2 separate regions of the Mus musculus genome follow, and region 1 is linked to region 2. A link is a contact called in public promoter capture Hi-C data. All regions are on one chromosome and are shown on one strand. The core of a region is the stretch at or near the end of the contact, and the rest is flanking DNA. Distances in the headings are between cores, read along the strand shown.

Evidence for each region. Promoter capture Hi-C pulls out the DNA fragments that hold promoters and counts their contacts.
Region 1: a promoter capture Hi-C map of pre-B cells shows a contact between it and region 2, with 5 times the contacts expected there. The contact joins the promoter of Cnot4 here to the promoter of Chchd3 in region 2. A contact is called at or near these places in 2 of 39 promoter capture datasets (liver and pre-B cells), 3 of 484 Hi-C or Micro-C datasets (CD4 T cells, liver and uterus) and 2 of 9 other capture datasets (adipose tissue and liver).

What each region holds. Positions count from the first base shown.
Region 1 is chr6:35,130,109-35,135,705 of GRCm38.p6, forward strand. Cnot4 (CCR4-NOT transcription complex, subunit 4) reads right to left here and starts at 3,629. Exons shown (of 12, transcript NM_001164413.1): 1 at 3,394-3,629. Gm33046 (a long non-coding RNA gene) reads left to right here and starts at 3,423. Exons shown (of 5, transcript XR_868974.2): 1 at 3,423-3,594; 2 at 4,140-4,462.
Region 2 is chr6:33,056,664-33,062,270 of GRCm38.p6, forward strand. It overlaps Chchd3 (coiled-coil-helix-coiled-coil-helix domain containing 3), which reads right to left and starts at 3,597. Exons shown (of 8, transcript NM_025336.2): 1 at 3,337-3,597. The coding sequence starts at 3,417.

The DNA.
Region 1 (5,597 bases), core at 2,379-4,878, 2.1 Mb after region 2:
CATTAAAAAAAAAATCATGATCGTGAAAAGTGCTGCCTCACTTTAAACCAGGGAGTGGGAAGGAAGCAAAGAAAAGCTTCTAAAACTAAACTGATTAAATGAATTATTTTTCATTCTTTTAAGACACAAAATCCTTTATACAGAAACACTCTCCTGAAGCCACTGTCTAATATGCAGGGGGCCACTTAACGTCCATAGTCTAGCCTAGTACCAAACAAGTAAGTAAAATTCTCCTAATGCTAAGAGCTCATCTTTTGGCAATGCCCTCTGTCTTTTACAAAATAGTGAGTTATCCAGGACTGGTGTACATGGTAGCTCACACATGTAATTCCAGCCTAAGGAAGCTGAAACAGGATGACTACCCTGTGCTTGAAGACAACTTCTTTTACACAGTCAGTTCCAGGATAGCCTGAGCTATAGTTAAGACCTTCTTTCAGAACAACAAAAACAAAGTAATGGGCTGCAAGCTACCTCTAGTATTTCCATTTAGAAGGAAGTTGACAAGTGTCACAAAACAATTTTATTTTGTATTTTGGTGTTTGATTATATCTCTCATCCTAATCAAATTAAAGGTTTGTAGATGCAAGTTTCAAAAAAATTATATGGTAAACCAACTTTAAATAACTCATGTTTAAAAACCTTATACAAACAATCTATTCATTTGAAGACTTTGGCTATTCAATTTGCAGAAAGAACTACAAAGTATCAAAGAAAATCATTAAGTATGACGCCTCCATGTTAAATGTTACAAATGAAGACTACACAAAAATATTTATAAACTTCAGCTTACTTCCTCCTGTCAATGTGTTAAAGAACATTTTTACATCTTCTCTATGCTAGAAGCAAGAATTTGATGACCCCAGAGGAAGAAGAGAAATTATTTACGATATTTAGTGAGCCAAATAGCTTTACAAAAGAAAAGATGCATTAAAAAAAAATCACTCATCCCCTTCTATCAGACATTCTCCTTAGAACATACTGCTTACAATTCAGCCAAGTATGACTGCCAAGAGTATCTAGACAAGATTGTTCAAAGTGGCAAGCTTTTCCACCAGTATCTACTTTTTACTTGGAGTTAAAGACAAGTTATTGGTAAACTAAACGAAAAGTATTATTTTCTTTTTAACTTCAAGGTATAACTAAAAACAATGGATGCTTATATAAAATGCTTCCAATTTTTTAGAAGAATAGGGATTTATTCCATTTTGCCAAATTGGGGCTTAAGTGGCTGAAATAAAGAGCTTTGACCATGAGTGACAAGATGAAGAGTCAGGTGACTGTCTTCAAGTTCAAGGCTAGCCTGATCTACATTGCTGGTCAGTCAGAGCTACATAAAGACCCTGTCTTAAAAAAAAAAAGGAAAGAGAGAAAGAACAAAAGAAAGAACGAACGAAAGAAAGACAGACAGACAGACAGCCGAGGGGGAGGAGGAGGAGGAAGAGGAGGAAGGAGAGGAAGCTTTATGAGCAGCTTTTCTAACCTTAGTTTACATTTTTAAAAACTTTTCACAGCAACTTAATATAACATCAAATATAAGAATAGTCAAGCTTTATAGGTGAAATATGTAAGATTTACAATAACAGTAATGTGTGAAAGTAACTAGAAGAACTGCGTTTGTATTTACACTTAAGTTGTTACTATTTCCCCCCAATAAGCGACATACTTCATTATGAGACTGTTATTGTGACTTTAAATATTTTTATATATATATTAAGAACACAATGTCTTATGTTCAAACTTGACATGTGTTTATCTGACCTATATAATCTTATTTGCTGTTCTGGTAATTCTTTATGTCACTGTGGTGTATTATAGCAAATACTCTAACTCCTGATTACACAAACTAGTGCATTTCAATTCTGCTTTCACTCTACTGTAGAGACCATAAGCCACCCCTTGCTCTTCAGTTTCTAGCTCTTACTTACTACAGGTAATAACAGCTAAGTGCCATTGAAGCATGCGTATGCTCAGCTTTGTGACTTCTTTTCTCAGCCCCCATAGTTTCTATGGGAAAAAAAGGAATTTAAGTTTACCCCAAAATATCAACTTCTCTTCATACATACCCAATGTGTTTTTCCATACAACTTATTCTGATAACTCCTATCCTAGAAATGTCAAAAGAGGGAATTTCCCAGATCAAAAGAGAGGGGGGAAAAGTCAAATTTGCACCCATCACAAATAAATGTTATCAATTAACATAAACATCAATATAACGGAGCCAATAATTGATACAAAAGGAATCTGTAACCCACATACAATCAAAATACCATCTGTATTTATTTGCATGTGGTGTTCGGGGATGAAGTGTGTGTGTGCGCGCTAGATTCACCTGGTTTTGAAATTCTAAGCTGATCTTTATGGGTATAATCAGAGACAACATCAAGTGTCCTGAGGAATGGCAATTCAGGAGAATGCTGAGTAGCACGGAGAAGGTCGAAAATGAAAAGAGGGGTAAAAAAGGATAGCAAATGAGCAACAAAAAGATCAAAAAAGCAAAACATTCCTTTCCCGAGTAGCCCGAAGAAAGCTCTTTTCTCTTAACGTTAATAGTCTCCCACTCACTTCATTCACTTCCTAACTTCCTTTACTTTTCAAGGAACAACACGGGGCATCATCTCCCCTATCCTGGAGTGTGTGCTCAAAGAGTCTGCATTGGAAAGAGGGAAGGAACCGACAATTCTCAAGTAGGTTAAGAAACAGGTGGGTTATACGGAGCAACGGAGCAGCAACATGATTTAGATACTCACGAGGTGGCTTTAAGATGACAGATGCGGTTAAAGGAGACTTGCACATCGGAATCAACTCGGGTCTGGCAGACAGACTGGGGGCTGACTGCAAGCACCAGAGGGGAGCAGAGGCTAGATCCAGAGCAGCCTTTCTGGAAGGGATGGGGCAAAAAGGGGCAAAAAAGCCCACCAAGCAGGACGGGTGGGCAGTGAGCAGCAGCACCCGTCAGAGTGGAAATGATGGCTCTGGCTTGGGAGACCGGGGCCAGTAGGAAAGGACGTCAGAGGGGAAAGGAGGCTGGGGAAACAGGAGGACCAAGACCTAAGGATACTGTTGCCAGAAAAATGCGGGGAAAACTGGTGATGAGAAGCCCTCTTGGGTTCTCAATTGAAGAAATTCTCCAAGGAGAGCCGGCGCTCGCTGCCGCGCTGCCTCCAACCCGGCTGCCTTTTCCTGGTGATAACTGCTGTGGCGTAGAGGGGAGAGGGAGGAAGAAGAGGAGGAGGAGGCAGCCAGAGGAGGAGGAGGAGGGTGAAGACGAGGCGGGCGGGGGTGGGGGGGTGGGGAGAAAGGGGGGTGCGGCCTGCACAGTCCCAGCGAAGCCTCCGCTCTCTCGTAGCCGGTCAGCGCCGGGTTTCCCCTAAGCCCAGCCCCGCAGACACTCACCCGCCTGCCTTGCCTCGCTTTTCTCTTAGCCGACTCCACGCGTTGCCGAGTCCTCACAGGAGACCAATGAACGAGAGTCGGCGAAAAAACTCTTCAGAACCGGGCCTGACTGCTTCAGTGAGTCCGACCTTTACGGCTGAGAGAGAGACTCTCAGCTTTCGGTGGGTTCCACGGCTAGACGGGCCACCATCTTACATTAGGGTAAGACTCCTCCGGCCTCCGCTGCGCAGGCGCATGCCGATCCGGCTGGGCGGGGCGGGGGAGGGGCGGGACAAGCGGCAGGCGGGCGAGTGGGAGGTTGCGGCGGACTGGTCCACTGCACCCTGGGAGTTGTAGTCCTCCGATAGTAACCGCCCCGGGGCAGGCCGGGAATTGAAGTCATCACTAGAGAAGGCGCTCGGGAACTCGTTCCTCACGTGGCTACTGGAGCGCCGGCTTTCTTCTTGTTTTGCTTCCTCTTCTGCCCGCGTGTGTGGCTACTGTGTCATGTGGTCGGCGGTTTTCACTAATGTTAGCTGAAATGTAGGAAACCAAAATTCTACGAAACTTAACTGATTCGGAGGAAGCTAGGACGTGTCTTTTTCTGCCCCGCCCGCCATAGATAGGTATCTGACGGGGGCGGTATGGTGGTAGAATCAGGTTGAGCATTGCAAGAGCGCGGGATTTGATCTAGAGTGGGGAGTTGATACTTTTGGAAAAGTGAGCGTTAATTCGTTTCCCGGTCTTTGCACGTCCTTTACCACCAGTACAGCTGAGCTCATCCTCCTTACTGGAAAATCGCCAGTGAAGAAATACCTGAATTGCCATGTGCACATTTCTCAAGAGAACGCGGGCAGTCAGAGTAGCATGAGTTGCTGATGATGTGAAAGCATGTGGACTTACCTGCAAACTGTTGCTGGCTGCACAGAACTCTTCCAGCCTGCACAGAAGTGTGCGTCAGGTTCGCAAACTGCACAAGTAAACACGTCTCAAAGGACATAATACAACCGCAGCCGGTTCGAGCACCGAGAAATTCTAAATAACAAAATCAATTTACTGAACTTCCCGGGTTGCCTCCCAGAACTCTGGTGTAAGTGGCGCTCCTGGAGCGGTCGATTCTGTTTATTGCCTATATTCTTCATCTATTCATATAAGTGCTGAGCTCCTTGGTACCCAGTTCAGTGCCATATGCTGGGAGCATACAACAGAGACCAAAAACACAAATCTGTCCCCATTCTAGGGTGTGTGCATGTAGTGGGGTTTGGAGAAGTGAAAGGAACCAAGTTTTCAAATCCAGGATTAAAATACGTAGGATGGGACTGTGGATGTCACACAGTGGTAGGGCGCTAGTCTGGCACACTTGAGGCCTGAAAGCAAAAGGTTTAAGGGGAGGATTTAAAACAGAAAAGGGAAATGTAAGGAAAGAAATTGAAGTTTTAAAGTCTCAGTCTCGCTGGACGTGGTGACACAAGCCAGGACTCTGAAAGCAGAGGCAGGTGTATCTCTTTGAGTTCAAGGCCAGCTTGGTCTACAAACCATGTCTAGAGGCAGAAAAAAAAAAAAAAAAACCACAAAAAAGGCAACCAGACCAGTTTCTTTGGTGTAAGAGAGAGGAAATGTTGGGGGGCAGGGGGAGGGGCATAAAAATGACTCAACTTATTTTACACAGGAATGAAATTGCTAAAAATTATATATGTGTGTGTGTATGTGTATACATATATATACACATACATATATATGGGTGTGTATGTGTGTGTGTGTATATATATATATATATATATATATATATATATATATATATATATATCACATTTGGGCATAGTGGTATGAGACCTTGTCTCAAAGTAAAAAAGTTAGGTGCTGGAGAGACAGTTCAGTGGCGAGAGTACAATTCCCAGCCACCACATGGTGGCTCACAACCTTTTGTAATGGGATATCTTCTGGTGTGTCTGAACAGAGCTACGGTGCACTCACATATATAAAATAAGTAAATACATTTTTTTTAAGTAAAAAAAGTTAAAGCCTGGAACGTAACTAAATGATAAAGTCCCTCCTGGCACAAAACCCTGAATTCAATCTTCAAAGGTTAAAAAAAAAAGTTACAGAGTAATATACAGTAAAATTATCTATATTTCCATAAACATGATTGCTCTAAAAATATAATAAAATGGTTATTTGCTAGCACTTGGAACAAAATCTTCATGTATGTGAAAGTTATGAATACT
Region 2 (5,607 bases), core at 2,347-4,846:
TGAAAGAGTTCACTCACAGCTCTGATGTTTTAGATAAAGTTATGAAAGGCCGGGTTCTGAGCACACTTTCTAAGCAGGCACAGCAGGTGGACACAAAAATCCTATTAAGCCCATGTAATGTGAGGCAATAAAAGTATGTGTTTTTCTATCACTAGAAAATTTATTTGAGACTTAGAGAGAGTGCAAGGCAAGAGGGCAATTCTTCATTCAGTTCATATGAGTAGTTCCATATGCAAAATTGAAATCAGGTATTAAGAATACAAGCTGTTTTACAGAGGGCAAAAAAAAAAAAAAAACACTAGCAACAGCTCAGAATAAGGGAAAAAGAGCATATATAATACCATAAAAAAGTAGTGCCTGCCAACAAGAAGAAACTTGAAACTTGACACTGTTTCAAGTTGTAGGCCCTTTGAGTACAAGCCATAAGCACCTCAGCAAGGAAAATATGGATACTCATGATCTATCAATAAACTCAGCGTACTTAGTGAGTTTTCTGTTGCTCACTAAATGCTATTCATTCTTATTAGGATAACTGAAGATGAAATTACTATCCTCGTCAATGAAACGGAACCCTAAACATTATAAAATTGATCAAAATTGGAAAACGCTTCTTCAGCCAAGTTTCATTAAGCCATAAAATCCAAAACTGAAGTTTGGGCCTCACCTGTCCATGTTTTAGCAACTGCCTGAAGACAAAGCCTTGCTTTCACGCTAAGAATACTGCTGTCGTGCCTAAAAGCAAAGCCAAGAAAAGCATCAAGGGCAGCTATGAGACGTTTACAAGGCTCAGACGGAATGGATGATCTCAGCGCTCAGTCTACCCTGTGCGGGTCTCTCACTGGAGTATAACATGCTCTCCTGTTTAGTTATTTTGGGTTGAAGCTTTAGCGGACTATGTGTACACACACACACACACACACACACACACACACACACACACACACACAGGAGACACACACATTAATATGCAGTTACAGTGAAACTCCAGAGAGGGAAATGCAATCAAAGATAACTTGTCCATGCCATAAGCTATACTAAATCCTACAAAGATCTGAACCCAGATTTGTTTGATTCCAATGCTCTTTCAAAGAACTTTGTAATTTTAAATGTGAAAGGAACCCTACCATAATGATGACCGCTTATTTATAAATCTACAAAGCAGCTTGGAAATATATAGATCAGTGGTACAGTGCTTGTCTAGCACATGGGAGGGCCTAAGTTTAATTCCCAGCACCTCAAATAATAATTAATAATAATGATGATAATCAACAGGTGTTTACATACCTTATCCTCTAATCCTAACCAAAGAAAGTGATAACATTCCACTTTAGGAATAAGGGTGTGCATCAGAGAAGCGACTTGTCCAGAGCCACAGGCTAATTAAAAATGTCAGCTTAATTCCAAGTTGGCTTTCTCCTGTCCATGACCTCAAGGAACCCAAAATGGCTCCAAGTCCTCCCAATTCAACAACATACCAGTTTTGAGAAAAGCTGCAAAAAAGCTATATTTTGTTCAAAAACAAAAACAAAAACAAAAAATAAAAAATAAAAAAATAACAATCTGACCGTGTCAAGAAGCCCACGAGACTTGTGAGCTAGAAAACAATAGAGATCCGAGAGATGTACGCAGCTCTACCAGTCTGAAGAACAAGAAAACTGAAGGAGAGAACGCTGGAGAAGATTACAGGCAATCCTTGAAAAGACCAGAAGCAGAGGAGAACCTTGCCAAGGGTGTTTGAAGAAGAGCTGCGTACAAATCAAAATAAGCCTGCCTGGGCCAGGACTGTAACAACAGAAATAAAATGTATCTGAAAAAGGAAATTTATGTCAAGTTGTATGGCTGAAAGACATAGTTGGGTTTTTCTTGTTTTGTTTTGTTTTTAAAGTTTACAGAAGCTCTTTAAAACAATCTTATCACTTGAATGGAATACATATCCCTGTTGCCCTGCCTATCACTCTACCCTATCTGATATTGTATCTAAATCTCTATGCTGTGCCCAAACTCATACAGTTTGTGTCACTGGCCTGTCTGTGATGAAACATGAGGAGAAAGACTTAATGCATTGTTCTAAACAGTTTTTTCATCTGAAATTTACTTTCCTTTTTTTTTTTTTTTTTTTAAGTTTTCAACATTCTAAGCCTTTTATCGACTTTCTTTTCCTTTCTTTTTTGGTTTTTTTTTTTCCCTCCACCTCTGTACAAAACTCAAGTATGCAGTAATTCTTATCTTACTACAAAAACTACCAACTAAACCACAGCAGGCAAAGGGCTCTATCACTAGTAGAGTGAGAATTGCTGGTCACAGACTCAAAAACTCAGTTCAACAGTCTGGGGTTTCTAATCAATAAAACTTTAATAAGTTCTTTTCAAAGTAACAAATTTCAAAGGAAAAAGTTTTCAAGCAGTTGAAATGTTTTTAAGTTTTTATTTCCTTGTAACTCTTACATAGTTAATTAAGAGTAGTTGTGTAAAAGCAGTAGACAGAAAATATAAAGTACTCTAAAACCTTCTGAAGTCATAGTGCTCTATTTACTAGATACAAGTAAGTGTACTTCCCAAAGCATGAAGCTCCAAAGTCGAGGCAAAGGAGAATATTAAAGTTGTTAGTGTGTATACTAACGCCCTAGAGGAAATTCAAGTTTTCAGTTCATGTATCAAGTACATGCAGAGGGCATTTAATAAGTCTCTATAACGATCCCTTAGAAGTTGTCTCAGTTCTACAACCTTGAAGGCCTGCAAACCGACCTCCGCCCCTAGCAGGCTGGCAGTTATAGGCCTGTATAGTCCAACTGGGTCAGGTTCATAACTTGGGCCAACAAACCACAGGGGAGGCGCCTGGGAAAACGAAATTATCAGGTGGAAGGGAAAGAGCCAGAAGCCAGAAATTAGCAGCAGGGTCAGGAATGACTTGAATGGTAATACCAGAAGAGGGGCAGGGAATAACAGAGGCAAAGAAGAGTAATCCTTAAAACACCAATTCACTCTGAGAAAGAACTGTGCGTGGAAAAGAAGGGCTTGGGTCCTGTACAGGAGGCACACGGACCAGCACAGTGAAGCAAGAGTTTTAATAAAGTCCTGCAACTAGTGAGCAAGGACGACCGTGGTGACCCGGCACCACCACCCCGGCACAGTGCATGGCTCCTGGCACACAACCAAGAACTTTCTCTGAATGGAGGTTCGGAGTCTTGAAACTACGAGCTTCTTCCCAGAGACCCAGACTTCTAGCGGGACAGCAGGGCGGGCCGAGAGCGGAGAAAGCAGGTGCAGCTGTCCCAGGCACATTTCAGCGTTGGGATCCGAGGTCAAAGGCTGCCCTCCGCCCGCCCACGGCACTCACCCGGATGCCCTTCACCACGGTGATGTTCTCGTTCTCGTCCGCCTCGAAGGTGACCCGGCGGGTGCTAGCGGTCCCGCCCATGGCTCCTGCTTCTGTCCCCGCAGAGTCTGGAGCGTGGACCTACGAGCACGTCAGGACCCACGCGCACACTTGCGCGTGAAAGCCCTGGACGCTTCTCTTGCAGGGCAGGAGCAAGGCCACGACCCCAAAAAAGAAGCAAGGAGAAGGCGCCGGTCCCAAAAGCCCGCCTCCTCCGGTCACGTGCCAGAAGTAGGCCGCTTCGGGTTAGCCCGAGAAGCAAACTGCCCGCCTCTTATCAGAAGGTGCACTAGGATTGGCTGGATTGGACCCGGATGCTATGGCAACAGGTGGTGCTTAATAGGGCTTCCGGAGCCTCTGAGAATAATGGGAATTGTAGTCTCGATCCGGAGCGATAGGTGCTGTGACAGGTCTCACTCCCTAAACTGTAAAGTGAACCGAGCATTCTGGGAGTTGTAGTCTTGACAGCCCTGAAGGCCTCCTTCTGGTCTACTTTCAAAAAAGTTGGTTCACCCAACCAGCTTGTTTTGCAGTTGACTCTAGAACCTTAGGTAAGTTAGGTAAATACAGGCTCTCAAAGCTAGATATGGAAGATGCACTCCCCTAAACAAACAACTTGTATATTCCAATTCACAAACCTGTAACAACTAAACTTAGCATTTTGCCACTTAGTCTTTTAAAGGGGCCGAGACTACATATGCCTATGTTCCTATCTTATGACTTTGGTATTTGTCAGTCTGTATGAAATGCAACTTTTAATGTAGGGCTTTCAAATCTACATGCAAAAATGCACAGGAAAAATTATTTACACAAAGATACAGACAGAACACTGCTTCTCGTGTTTGTGTCTCTTATTCACTTACATAAGTTAGATCACAGGATGATTAGACAGAGGAAAATGGTCCGTTCATGGAGGAGTTATAGCAGCGTTAGACAAAGTAGAGATGATCTGTTTTGGAAAGTTTCTAGCTTGGTACTTTACCTCCAAGAAGTCTAAAAATGTTAGGATAACCACACACACAGTTTCAGTTTTGTTGTTATTTGGTTATTTGGTTGATTTTAGGGTTTTTTTGTTTTGCTTTTTTGTTTGTTTGTTTGTTTGTTTGCTGTCAAACACTGTTGCTAAAAGTACAGTATGATCTTAGATTTATGGAGCCAGAGAAATACCCTTTCATTTAGAAATTAGATGGATGGGACTACTGATGTAGCTCAGTTGTCTATGCAATGCCCCAGGCCTGAGCTATGTGAAGGAGGAGAAAAAACAAGAGGGAAGAAGAAGAGTGGGGCAGAAGGGGGATGGGAGGGGAGGGGACAGAACTAGCTGAACAAAAATACCTTTTTCAATTTGCCCTTCTCAACATTAAAAGACAGAGAATACAGCATACCATGGCATCCTCCTAGGCCAAAGGGATCCACAATGTTGAAGAAATATTTTTGAGCTTCAGTTATTTGTCAGCATGTCAGAATCTGTAGCGCAAGACACTATGTCCCTCCCGCTGCTATATCCCAGCATATAGCAGCAGTGCCCTTCATCTCATTGTGTCGTTCTTTTCAACACATGTGCTCTAAATCACATGATATTCTCCTGCAGTTCTGAAACTGCCTGCCCCTGTCTGCGTCCTCCCATTACATCACAGTTGAGCTTGCTTCTCTTGAGAACCCAGATACACAGGGATTGCCGTTCCTTACATCGGGTCCTCCCCATCCATAAACACAATCACCTCACTTCCTACCCCATAGACGGCGTGTATTGAAGGGTGTTTCATAAAGCAGTTGCTCGGTCTATATTTACAAAATTAGAGGCTTCCATACGGAGAGTGAGGAGATACAAATAACACTTGTTAATGAGGATGAAGACCAAGGCTGAGAAGGCAATGGATGCCTTCCATCAGAGCACCAAAAGCATCCGGTGCTCTCCTCAGCAAAGGACCCAGAATACTTCCCAACTCCTAGTGTGTTTCAAGCAACACTAAGTAGATCTTCTTTTTAAAAAATTTAATGTATCGCCGGGCGTGGTGGTGCACGCCTTTAATCCCAGCACTCGGGAGGCAGAGGCAGGCGAATTTCTGAGTTCGAGGCCAGCCTGGTCTACAAAGTGAGTGCCAGGACAGCCAGGGCTACACAGAGAAACCCTGTCTCGAAAAACCAAAAAAAAAAATTTAATGTATCTTATGGGGATGTTGGGGGATACCCACAGTGACAATACAGTTCTCCCCAGGCCAGTTCCAGGTA